Regions from separate parts of the Rattus norvegicus genome. Here regions 1 and 2 are each linked to region 3. The links are chromatin contacts, called in public Hi-C maps. All regions are on one chromosome and are shown on one strand. The core of a region is the stretch at or near the end of the contact, and the rest is flanking DNA. Distances in the headings are between cores, read along the strand shown. Region 1 has its middle 73 kb from the start of Il12b. Region 2 has its middle 20 kb from the start of Ublcp1. Region 3 overlaps Adra1b (adrenoceptor alpha 1B).

Region 1 (4,296 bases), core at 220-2,719, 560 kb after region 3:
ACGAGCAATGCAAATAGACTTGATATGTTTAAAATAAAATAAAATAAAAAAGGACAAAGATGGGCAAGGGGAGAGAGAAGTGCATGTAGATCTGGGCAGAGCAGGGGAAGGTAAATGTGACCAAAACACATTATACAGAATTCTCAAGGAACTAATAAAAAAGAATCCCATAGATGTAAAGGCTTGACCCAGAAAGGTCTATGTGCTTGCAGACCTGAAATCTTGGTAGGGCATGTTTATCTTTGCTCCATTCAGAATCATGTGAGATGGCTTAAAGCTGAGGCTAGGGCTAGGTCTGAGGCTGACAGACAGGATGAGGCGCTTTACTCTCCAGATGCTGCCTACGAAGGGAAGATGCAAAGGGCTAGGACAAGAAGAGCTGGCTCTCTTTGGATGTCACCCTTTGTGGGATCTCCTCATGAACTCTAACACAATGGTTATAGGGCCAAAAGACTTTTCACATTCCACCTCCTGGTTCCCTGGGGACATGTCCCCAGATTCTCAATCACTTCCTCTCAGAGGTCATGTCAGAGGGATCTATCACATTCTGTTGGCTAAGGCAATTGCTAAGATGTTCTTTGGTTCAGGAGTTGGGGCTCTAAATCAAGTACTTATGAAAGGAATGCCACCACCGAACAGCACAAAGGGGACAGTGTGGGGTGGGACGGATACTTATACAGTCATCTGGGGGAGAGACCATCTACAACAAGCATTCTCAGCATTCCAAGAATGGTCTAGGTGATTTACAATCTTTATCTACTCATCCTCACCAAACTCACCCCAAAACTCTGATCTAGGAGGCACTGCAATCCCATCCTACAGAACGAAGAAGAGAGATGAATATGCAGTTCCTTTCATCTTGTCACCTGTGACTGGAGGATCTAGAATGAGACCCAGGAGTGTTTGACCATGAAACCACCTCCATGAGCCAACACACAAGATGGCAACCACATAGGCAGCTACATGGCGTAGTGATGGGTTGTGGGAGTCCTGACATCTGCCTGCCGGGCTCCACCTTGGCCCTTGCAGCTTAGAAACTGTCCAACCTTGGGCAAAGCTTTATTTCTCTGTGCTTTGATATTTCTGGAGAAACCCAGGTGCTTGCCTGAAGAGATGAATCAAGACAATGCACGTCAGGTGCTTTGTGCATTGTCTGGAAGCTACTGAGGATTCTATAAATGTCAGCTGCTGTCTTTCTGAAAGCAGCACAACAAAGACATTTTCAAAGACAAATCTGTAACCACAACTAAAAGTACACATCATACACCCTCAAGCCCAGTTGGCGCTCTCCATCCATTGATGTCACAATACATGCCTGTGTCAGGACACTGCGACAGAACACTGGGGGCTCTCACTGGCTAGGAAAACACGTCCCTCTTCTCTCTTCCTCAGATAAATAAGCATGTGCTTGTTCTTCCTCCAAGAGCTCCACTGTCCTTCCCTGGAGGGGGCCTCAGGTGACTCATCTAAGAGGGCATTTAGTGACTCATCAGGCAACAAGGACTGATTAAACTCCCTCAGATCTTGGGAAGGGAATAAACACCCAAGATACCCAAAGTTCCTTACCATTCCCAGACCCCAAAGGCTCCTCAGACAAGAGACCATCGACTAGATAATTAACTGAGCTTCCTACCATGAAGCGGAGGTGTTAGTCATTTGGTACACACATCTCCAGTGTCAGTATGAAGCACTGTAAGCTCCCTAGCAAACCTCACGGCTAGTCTCCTTCCTCATTCAACCCAAGGCTCCCCAAATCACCCACAGCAGATAAGTTCCCATCCGTGTCCCCAACCCAGACTGCTTCCAATGGGGGCAACCTGGCTATATTGCACCCCAGGCCCATCAAACCAGCACAGAGACCTACCATGGACCCTTACTACATCAGATCGAAATCTCTGTGAAGTTTTCCATGGAGCACCCACAGGCTCTGACTTGCCCCAGTAGGTGCTCTATCAGAATGTCTTGTGCTTCAACCTTCTCATATCTGCCTCAGCCCAACAACCTCTAAATCCATCTCTCAGGCCATCTCTAACTTTTCCTTCCTGCCCTAGGGACTCTGTGGAAGGGACCAGGAGCCCTGCTGTTCTCTTGGGACTCTTTAGTGACTCCAGATGAGGGCTACCCTCACCGCTGACTAAGCCACTACTCATCCTTTACAGGCTGAGCTGCATTCCTCCAACTCTTACATGCCCAACCTTGGCACCTCAGAACATAGCTGTATTCGGAAACAGACAATTTAAAGAGACAACTAGGTCAAAGTAAGACCATTTAGATGGGTTATCCTCCAAGAAAACTGGTACTCTTATAAAATAAAATAAAATAAAATAAAATAAAATAAAATAAAATAAAATAAAATAAAAATAAAATAAAATAAAATAGATTGGGGCACAGTCACAGAAGACAAGAGAAGACGGTAGCAAAATGAAAGATCTCCAAAGAAACTACCCACATCATTGTCTTGAACTTTTAGCTTTTAGAGTCATAAGTAAACACTTAGGTTGTTGTGACAGGTTGAGCACACTAATAGTTCACACTTCACCTCTCCCCCACCTACAGATGTGAGCCCTAGTATACATACTCCCTTCTTCTGAGAACCAGGTTTGCCTCAACTCTTCCTTAAGGAATTAAATATCCCCCAAACTCTTCATGCAGTCAGTTACTTCCTCCAGGAAGCCATCCCTGATCTTTGTCTTTTTACATCCATGGTGAATTGAATGAGAATGTACCCTATAGACTCACATATTTGAGAATTTTGTTCCCAGATGGTGGCACTGTTGAGGGGGGTCTAGATGGTGTGTATTCTTGCTGAAGGAGGTACGTCACTGCAGGTGGATTTTGAGGTTTAAAGCCTCATACCACTTCAGTTTGCTCTCGGCTATGTGCTTCTACTTGACATGAGCTCTCAACTTCCAGACTCTGCTGCCCATGCCTGCCTTCTTGTCTTGCCTTCCAACTATAATAGACTCTTTTCCCTCTAAAACCATAGGCCGAAATAAGTTAATTCTTCTGGAAGTTGCCTCGGTCACCGTGTTTTATCATTGCAACAGAAAAATAGTTCATCCAGCAGCTCCAGTTCTTTCCTCTCTCTCAGCCTCATATTTCAACTGCCTGTTGACTCAGGTGTGTCTGACGGTGGAGAATGGCAACTGTCTCTGTCCTATTTAAACATGTGCCTTGAACAGTGTCCCCTAACTATAAGGTTTTCAATAAATCCTTCTATATGATTGAAGGACAATGGGTAAGCAAAAGTCCTCAAATAATTTCTAATTTGGGGGCTTTGGAGGGGGCTGGTGCTTGGTTTGGGGTTTTCTTCAGTTTTGTTTTGTTCTCTTACTGCTTTGATTTTTGAGACTGGGTCCCCTGTATCCATTCAGTTGGTTTCCAGTCTCAACCCTGCTTAGTTTCTAAGATCAGGTTAGATTTCGTGTGTTCAAGATAAGTATGGCCACATAATATCTCGTATAGACCTGGAACTCTCTATGTGGCCAAGGATGGTTCTGAACTTCCTCTGCCCCCCAACATGCTAAGATTACAGACATGTACCGCCATGCCTATTTTACGAAGTGGAGGTGGAACCCAAGGCTTCACAAGTACCAGGCAAGTGCTCTACCAATTGGGCTACCTCCCCAGTCCATTTACTACTGTTTAACACCATCAACTTAAAGGAATACTAAAAGGCAGTGTCATTTAGGGGAATCTCAGTTTCCAAAGCAAAAGCATTATCTGATAAAACTGTGTTCAATCAACCATGAGGTGGTCTTTGAAGGATATCTATGAGGCATAAGTAAATTACTTATATAGATCACATATGATACAGCCTGTCGTGAGGAATAGCCATACTGGGAAACTGAACCCTAGAAATCTTGGTGTTTCTGCAAGAGTCAAGACAATGCCTGACCACCTCCATAAGAGATAGTTCATGACCCTTGTTCTCTGCAGGCAGACTGAAGTGCTAGAACATATAACCAATCTGGCCTTGACCTCTGGAAGATATTGCCCACCCACACTTTAGAAGGATGGACACAGGTTCCTCGTGTGGAGCTTTGAAGAACCTCACTCTGGACTTTCCCCTGTGAGGTACTGACCTGGACAACATTTCTTCTGTATGAAGCAAACCTGGTTCTGTGAATAAAGACCCATCTATTTATAAGAAAAACCACTTGATGTTAGTGCCATCCAGGCCTAGAATGATGGTCCATGTACAGACAGATTCCTTCTACCAGGCCTTCAGCCCCTTGCCTGGTTGTTTTCCTCATTGTCTAGGAGCTGTGTTAGATTTGTTTGCTCATTGCCAGT
Region 2 (3,735 bases), core at 665-3,164, 690 kb after region 3:
CCTTCTCTATCTTTCTCCTCTCTCTCCTGACTTTCAAAAGCTCTGCTCCCACCTTCTTTTTTCATTGCCCAATCATAGGTCTTGCCTTATCTTGTGCCTGCCCTCACCTGCATATAGACATCAATCCGCACACGGTATCTCAAAGCAGTGCTTTGTAATGTTCAGGACTCTGAAGTGAAGAGCCCTGGAGGAGCTTCAGAAGCAAGGCCATATGTTACCCTGTGATCCGCCAGTCCTAGAAGCAGACCATAAACCCTCGCTTCGCAGGAACCCTGCCCCATACTCCGGGGCAAGGGATATTACATGGAGGAGTAAGGTGAGTTTGAACAAACAGTCTTGATGGACTCACCCCAGTTCATTTCCGTTAGATCGTAGCTCACTACTTCCTTTTTGTTTTGTTGTTTTTATTTTTGTTTTTCGAGACAGGGTTTCTCTGTGTAACAGCCCTGGCTGTCCTGGAACTCTCGTTTTAGACCAGGCTAGCCTGGAACTTACAGATATGCCTACCTCTGCCCTGAGTCCTGAGATAAAAGGTGCATGGCACCACGCCCAGCTTCATGGCTTACCTCTTATGCAGCTGTGTTTCTATGGAGTGTTCATTTGGTCATTTTTCATATATTTTTCACGAGTCATGGGGTCTTTATTTCTGAAAGTTCCTGGGCTGTGTAAAATGTTGTTAAAATAAATTCATAAAGTCTCACCAGTGTGATTGCCTAAACATGAGCTGAACAAGGACACTAGCAGACATGTTAACATAGAGGACAGAAAGCCCAGGAAGCCTCAGCCATAAGGAAGAACTGCGGGCAACTAAGGAATGCTGGGAGCAGGAGAAATAGTCTTCTTCATGGAAGAACACACCAAATGGTTATCTAATAACAGATGGTCAACCCTGGAAATATATGGTCAAGTAACATCAATAAGTCTGAGCAGATTGCGTGTGTGTGTGTGTGTGTGTGTGTGTGTGAGAGAGAGAGAGAGAGAGAGAGAGAGAGAGAGAGAGAGAGAGAATAAAACAATTCATGAATAAAGAGGCTATGAATTTGAAAGAGATCAAGATGGTATATGAGAGGGTTTGGAGGGAGGGAAGGTAGGAAATGATGTAATTATATTAAAACCTCAAAGCATTGGCTGGAGAGATGGCTCAGCGGTTAAAAGCACTGACAGCTCTTCCAGAGGTCCTGAGTTCGATTCCCAGCAACCACATGGTGGCTCACAATGTAATGGGATAGGACACCTTCTTCTGGTGTACACTCATACATAAACAAAAATGTTTAAAAAATAAAATAAAACCTTAAAGCATGAAATAAAAAATGTAAATGTTTAAATAAATCTTAATATACATAAATGTGTTGTGCTTTTCTTTTTGCTAACCTGTCTTTGTTGCAGAAGGGCCAGTGTGGACTTCAAGATGGGTGAGCAAAAGTTATTACAGATTTTCACTCTGACCAGATCTGCATAACCTTAGCTCTGCTGGGCGTTCGTGAGTCTGCAGAGGGCTGAGACAGCAGTGCCAGCCTGAGCTACACAGTGAGGTCCTGTCCCAAAGAGAGAGCGCTTGCTAGTTACTCCCCCATTAATTATAATCTCATAATGACAAGAAAGTATTTAAAAATTTAGTTGGCTCATAGGTCTTCAGGATCCAGCCCACCGTGACAGGCAGGGATGGTGGTAGGAAGATGAGCTGGCCGGTCACACAGCATCAGCAGTTAAAAATAGAAAGGGGACAGAAACTTGGTGGAGCTAAGAAACCTCAAGGCCTGCTGTCCGTGTCCCACTTCCTCCAGGTAGTACCCACTTCAAGGCCTGCCTCCGGCTGGAGACCAGATGTCCCTCCACGTGAACCTGGGGGACACATCTACACACTTCACATTCAAACCACAACAAAAATTATGCCTCACGTTAACTGGGCTGATTCACTAAAACAATGATGCGCTTTGTTTGTTTTAGCAACGAGCCAGCTAAGGGATAATAAAAGAGTAACTGTGGGTGATAGAGACGCCTCAGCAGTTAGCAGCACGTACCACTCTTGCAAAGGACTCAGGTTCGGTTCCAAATACCTGCCCAGAAGCTCACAACAATCCCTAAATGCAGTTCCAGAAAATTGGATGCCCTCTCCTGCCCGCCATTGTCTCCTACATGTACACAATGTATATATATACATACATACATACACACACACACATACATACATACATACATACATACATACATACAAGCAAATGGTCATACACACAAATATGAAGAAATCTTCCTATAAAGAAACATTTATAAACTACATCCTTTGGAAAATGTTGCAAGACTTTTCAAATTGTGCACTGTCCTCCTCTGGCCATTTAAACTTATTTTCTTTATATTTGCTTTGACTGAAATGTCATAAATCTTATAGTCAAGTATGCCCTGAAGGATTTGCTTGTCATGAAGCACCTTTCCGTCTATTTGTAAGAGATGCTGACTCCCGGGGACAACAGAGCCAGGATTAGGGGACACACTGGAGCTTTCATTAGAGCCTAGGGAGGAGGCGACAGGAACACCCAGGAGAAAGAACGCATCGCATGCATGATGCTCTGTGGATGGACCGCTTGTTCTCAGCTGCTCGTGTATGACCCATGGAGAGCAGTGCTCTGGCGACAGCATTTCCAGGGGGAGAATTAACAGGGCACTTCTTCCTGAATTTGCTTTGCCACATGATGCATGGCTGCGCCTATGGACACCTGATGTCAGGACTCTGGACAGAGAGAGGATAGCAGTCACAGATGGCGGTGAGACTTGGATACACTGAGCTTTCTGCTCTCCATATTGACTGACAGCGTGAGAAATATGGGAGGGCAGTATTTCCCGGGCATGTGTGTAGACACTTGCTCCTGGGGCAGGATCTCAACCTCTTGCTCCCACTGAATTCTTAGCGCCTCAGTCCATCATGATAGCTCAATAGTAATTGGGAAATTAAATAACAGAATGAAGAAATGCACTCTCCTCTGCTTACATTAAAAGGCTTTCATCTGAATACAATCTGTAGTCCCCAGACTGGTCGCAGCCTTTTACTTCTTAAAAAAATAAATAAATAAAAAATAAAAATAAAATACACACACACACAGACACACACACACACACACACACATAATCGATCAAACCAGAAGCCTTACACATGCTGGTCAAGGACGCCACACCTGATCTAAACCCCAGCTGACCTGCGTGTGCTCTTGGAAGGCATCACGGTAAGCCACTCTCTTCTGGCTTCCTGCTCTGACAGTGTGAAATTTTCGGGCATAGTCTTATCACTGCTGGCCACGGTAGTTGGATAGAATCAGGAAGAGCTCTCCGAGGACTGCACCCATGGACTTTCAGGCTCTCTCTCAAACTGTGAATTAAATAAACCTCTTAACAAACTGCCTGTCTCAGGGCCCCAGCTTTACCTCTGATGCTGTGGTTAAGCATCGTGACAAAAGCAATTTTAAGGAAGAGACGGTTTATCCGGCCACAGTTCCAGGTTATAACTCACCATCCTGGGGAAACCAATACGGGAACGTGAAGCAGCTGCTCTCACTCAGTCAAGAGCAGAGACAGTGAATACACACATGCTTCTCATGCTCAGCCCACACCCGCAACTCCCACCACACACATAACTGTTCCAGGACTGAACGCCAGGGAATGATGTCATGTGGGTCTCCCTACATCAATCAACTGTGAACAACCCCATGTCACACAAGCCTACAGGCCAACCTGATCAGGACGGTC
Region 3 (3,851 bases), core at 636-3,135:
ATGAGGACCATTGTGCTCGGCTTCAAAATTTATATGTTATTCATGTCCTTTCCACCCATCTCTCTCTGTCTACCTAACTCCACCAGTGTTTTTTCTCCTCACTGATGCATATTCATAACCGCTTCTATAATTAATGTTACTGTCTGTCTGTCTGTCTGTCTCATTTAGTGCATGTGTGTGCTTAGGGCTGAGCACTTAGCTTAGATAATCCATCAGGGGGTTCATCCCTAGAGGAGATGGATTACCACCCTCTCAGCAGCCATGGATTGACTGTAGCTCTTGATCTAGGGTTGGGACCCTGTGACCTTTCCCTTGAGTTGGCATGTAGACTAGTGTTGTCACTATGCTGGTCTTATTCAGGTAACCACACTCTGGGTGCAGCTTCCCTGTCTGGTGTAGAAGACGCTATGTAGCAGTAGGCATTCTGGCCCTCTGGCTCTTACGATAAATTGCTCCACATCCTCTCCCTTGAGGTCCCCTGAGCCTTAGCTACAGGACTTGCATTGTAGATGTGGGCTGAGAATGGCGTCCTGCTTTTCATATGGGTGGGTGTAGAAAGCACTTTATCCACTGAGACACCTCTTCAGCCTACCTGCAGTGCTTTATTAACTAAAAAAAAGATAGATTATCTTGAGAAAGGGTCTTATGTAGCCCAGGGTTGCAGAGGCTGGCTGTGAACTCCTGATCCTCCTGCTTCACCTTTCAAATGCTTAGAGGGATTATAGGTGTGCTATACCAGCCCAGCTTTTATTAATCTTTTAAAATCTTATTTTTATTTTGTCCTGATCTCTTTAATAATCTTTCCTTGGGTGTCAGGAAACCATATTCTTTTCGATTTGTCTTATGACAGGATCACACTTGCAGCTAAGGCTGCCTAAAACCGTGCAGCCCAGTCTGGCCCTCAAGCTAGCCTCAACCCCCTGAGGTTGCAGAAAGAAGGTACCAGATCTGACTCTCGGTGTTCTGTAACTCTGTGATAAGCACGTGCACCTATACGGTGAGTGCTTGGGAGGCTGAGGCAGGAGGATGCTCCTGGACATCTAACAAGACTTATTTCAAGAAAGAGAAAAAACAAACAAACAAACAAACAAACAAAAAAAAAAACAAAAGAATTCCTGGAAAGAAGTGAATCCTGAGGTTCAGGGCTCTGAAATCTACGAACAGGTTGAAGCTCTTTTGGTCTGCGTATTCAGATTTTCTAAATTTCATATCTCCATGTAGACAACTGGATAATCATCGCTTCTACCCACAACTGCTATTTGCTGACTGTTCATCAGTGTCTGGCATGGTGGTCTTCTACATTATGCCAACATTCAACCGTCACCATCTCCTTTCATCTTCTCGGCGTTAAAAGTTCACGCCATTATTTTTTTTTCAGAGTAAAAGAAACCGAGGTTAGGCTTGTGTGACACAAGTTGCTGAACGTGACGAGCTGCTGAGTGGCGGGAGTGGGATTTGATCCCGGGTCTGGAGGGAGATCCATCAATCCAGCTTGTCAAGCCACTCGCCCCTTTACTTGGATTGACAGGATTTACTCTGAGCAGTCTGAGCAGATTTGTCTGAGCAGTGAACGATGATGCAGCAGTACCTGGGTGGACGGAGAGCGTAGTGTGGCCCTGCTCTGCGCTAGGCTGGAGTTCACATCAGACAGACCTGCCTATCTCCAGAGCTTCTGGTAAAGCCTGGCCTTCCTGGGCCTGGACACAGTGAGGGACATGGAGAGGTCAGTACCATGCTGGCTTGGCCTTGAGGCTGATCTGGAGTCCAGTACTCTCTGGGGAGGGGAGGCGGGGTGATGGCTACTACTTGGCCAATGCTCACTCTGGAAGGAGGCAGGCAGCTGCTACCTTTCCCCAACACCCCCACTCCAACCCCCCTGCTCCCCCGCCCCCAGTCCTGGGTGACCTCAGATACCAGAAACCGATGAACTAACTATCCAAGCGGCACAGGAAATGCTTTTGGTGCCTGTGGTTTCAGATTTCCAAGATCAGAATTATAAGTCGAATCTGTCCAGACGTCTGCACACGCCGGTGTTTACACTGGGGAACAACCTCAGAGAACCTTGCTACTTCTCAGTGGGCTGCAGGATCACATCGATTTGTGAGGTGAGAAACAAGGGCAGGGGCAGCAAGATGAAGTGCCCGACGCCATGCAGAGCTAGGACTTGACCCCAGACCCTGCTGCTCCAATTTGCTTTCTCTCTACCAGACCCGTGAGTTCCCAGGGTGACTTGGACAGGCCTGGGAAGGAACTGAAGGGAAGAGGAAGGGAGACAGCCAGCCTCTGTCCTCTCTATGTGCTCTTGCTAATTTGTATCAGGATTCCGTGTAAGAATAATTCGAAACAAGGTTTCCATTGCCAATAAAGTAGTTTTGGAGGACCCAAGTTATTTCTTCTTCCCTGGAACTAAGGTCTAAGCATTCCCTCCCGGCCCTTAATAGGTCTCCTATTCTAGGAGGAACAAGAAGAGGCATTTGGGAGAATGTTATCAGTTGCGGCAGGGAAACACACAGTCCTGGAGACACAAGCAAAAGAAGTGTGTGTGTGTGTGTGTGTGTGTGTGTGTGTGTGTGTACACATGAACCACGTGCATGAGAAGAGGTCAGAGGATAACTTGCAAGAGTCGGTCCTCTGCTTTACCTTGTGTGTCCCAGAGATCGAACTCAGGTCCTCAGGCTTGGCAGGGAACACCTTTACCCACTCAGTGGTCTCCCTGGCCCTTGCCAAATTCTTAACCTCAGTCACCCATCTATAAAAACCAAGACTTGGCTGAGATAATTCTGGTTTGGCTTATGATACTTGTACCTCCCATGTGATTAATTCAGGAGATCCTAGATAAGGGATCCTAAACTGTCTGCAAATGTGTGTGTGTGTGTGTGTGTGTGTGTGTGTGTGTGTGTGTACGTACCTTTGGAATGGTTTTGTCTATAGTTTTTGTGCTATTGACTCCTGCAAGTTGTCTCTGGCTTCCACATCGGTTGTGGCACCTGCTCACCTCGTCATAAATATATAAAATAATAAATATAATTGTAATAATAAATATGACAATACTAAGAATGTCACGAATAATAGTAGTTCCCTTGTCTGCCCCCAAAGAAAAGTCCTAGGATTTGATTGGACCTGAAGGAAGAGGAAGGGCAAGGCTCTCCTTCACAAATCACTCAAAGTCGCACAGGAGAAATGATCTTTAATATCTGACTTGTTTTCCGATCCTATCAAAGTGCCAGCATTGACTAGAGAACAGGGAGGGGCTTGAGAGGTACAAAGTCAAGAGACAAACAACACACCTGGACGTCACCAGGGGGCGCACTCGCTCTGCCCCGGCACGCGCGTGCGGGCAGGCCTCACACTCACACCCATGCAGCCCACACGTACACCGAACAGACACACGCACGTGTACCCACAGATAAATACGAATAGAGGAACTCATTTTATGTATATACAGAGAGAGAAGAGAGAGAGACTTAAGTCCCGGCCGGCGTCGGGGGGGCCCCCCACGCTCTCAGCATGCTCAGCCCAGCTCTTCGCTGTACCTGGCACCCATGCCCCTGCCAGAAAAGCAGCTGCCCCTCTCCCCGCCCCCCTCCCCCCTTGTCCCCTTGCGACCCTGTGTCTACCTAGGGCTGACACTCCCCCCACGCGCCCTCCCGCCCCTACGATGGTGTTCTCCCCCACCCCGATGTGTGAGTGTGTTGAGGGGGAGGATGAAAAGGGACCCTAAAAGTGCCCGGGCGCCAGGGGCATGTTGCTCTTGAAGCCGGGCTGCCCGTTGGCCAGGTCGGTCGTGGTGTCGCAGCCCCCGTTGCTGGTGTCGCCTTCGGTTCCCGGGCTCTCAGGATCGCCCAGGAGCT

What was found. Hi-C and Micro-C count contacts between places; a contact is called where the count stands out from the background.
Region 1: a Hi-C map of the A7r5 cell line shows a contact between it and region 3, with 4 times the contacts expected there. The contact joins two enhancer-like sites. A contact is called at or near these places in 11 of 12 Hi-C or Micro-C datasets (the A7r5 cell line, the Rat2 cell line, Schwann cells and 6 more) and 1 of 1 datasets of contacts at active chromatin or transcription factors (oligodendrocytes).
Region 2: a Hi-C map of the A7r5 cell line shows a contact between it and region 3, with 5 times the contacts expected there. The contact joins two enhancer-like sites. A contact is called at or near these places in 12 of 12 Hi-C or Micro-C datasets (the A7r5 cell line, the Rat2 cell line, Schwann cells and 7 more).

The regions. Positions count from the first base shown.
Region 1 is chr10:29,315,077-29,319,372 of GRCr8, forward strand. No RefSeq gene overlaps it. Among named protein-coding and RNA genes, the nearest start is that of Il12b, 73 kb to the right of the region's middle. Within about 2 kb of position 1,470, at least 3 of the 93 cell types and tissues checked have an H3K27ac peak or open chromatin away from gene starts, as enhancers often do. A contact at or near this core is called in the A7r5 cell line, where this site is marked.
Region 2 is chr10:29,440,292-29,444,026 of GRCr8, forward strand. No RefSeq gene overlaps it. Among named protein-coding and RNA genes, the nearest start is that of Ublcp1, 20 kb to the right of the region's middle. Within about 2 kb of position 1,915, at least 4 of the 93 cell types and tissues checked have an H3K27ac peak or open chromatin away from gene starts, as enhancers often do. A contact at or near this core is called in the A7r5 cell line, where this site is marked.
Region 3 is chr10:28,753,291-28,757,141 of GRCr8, forward strand. Adra1b (adrenoceptor alpha 1B) reads right to left here. Exons shown (of 2, transcript NM_016991.2): 2 at 3,171-3,851. The coding sequence ends at 3,718. Among named protein-coding and RNA genes, the nearest start is that of Ttc1, 26 kb to the left of the region's middle. Within about 2 kb of position 1,886, at least 4 of the 93 cell types and tissues checked have an H3K27ac peak or open chromatin away from gene starts, as enhancers often do. A contact at or near this core is called in the A7r5 cell line, where this site is marked.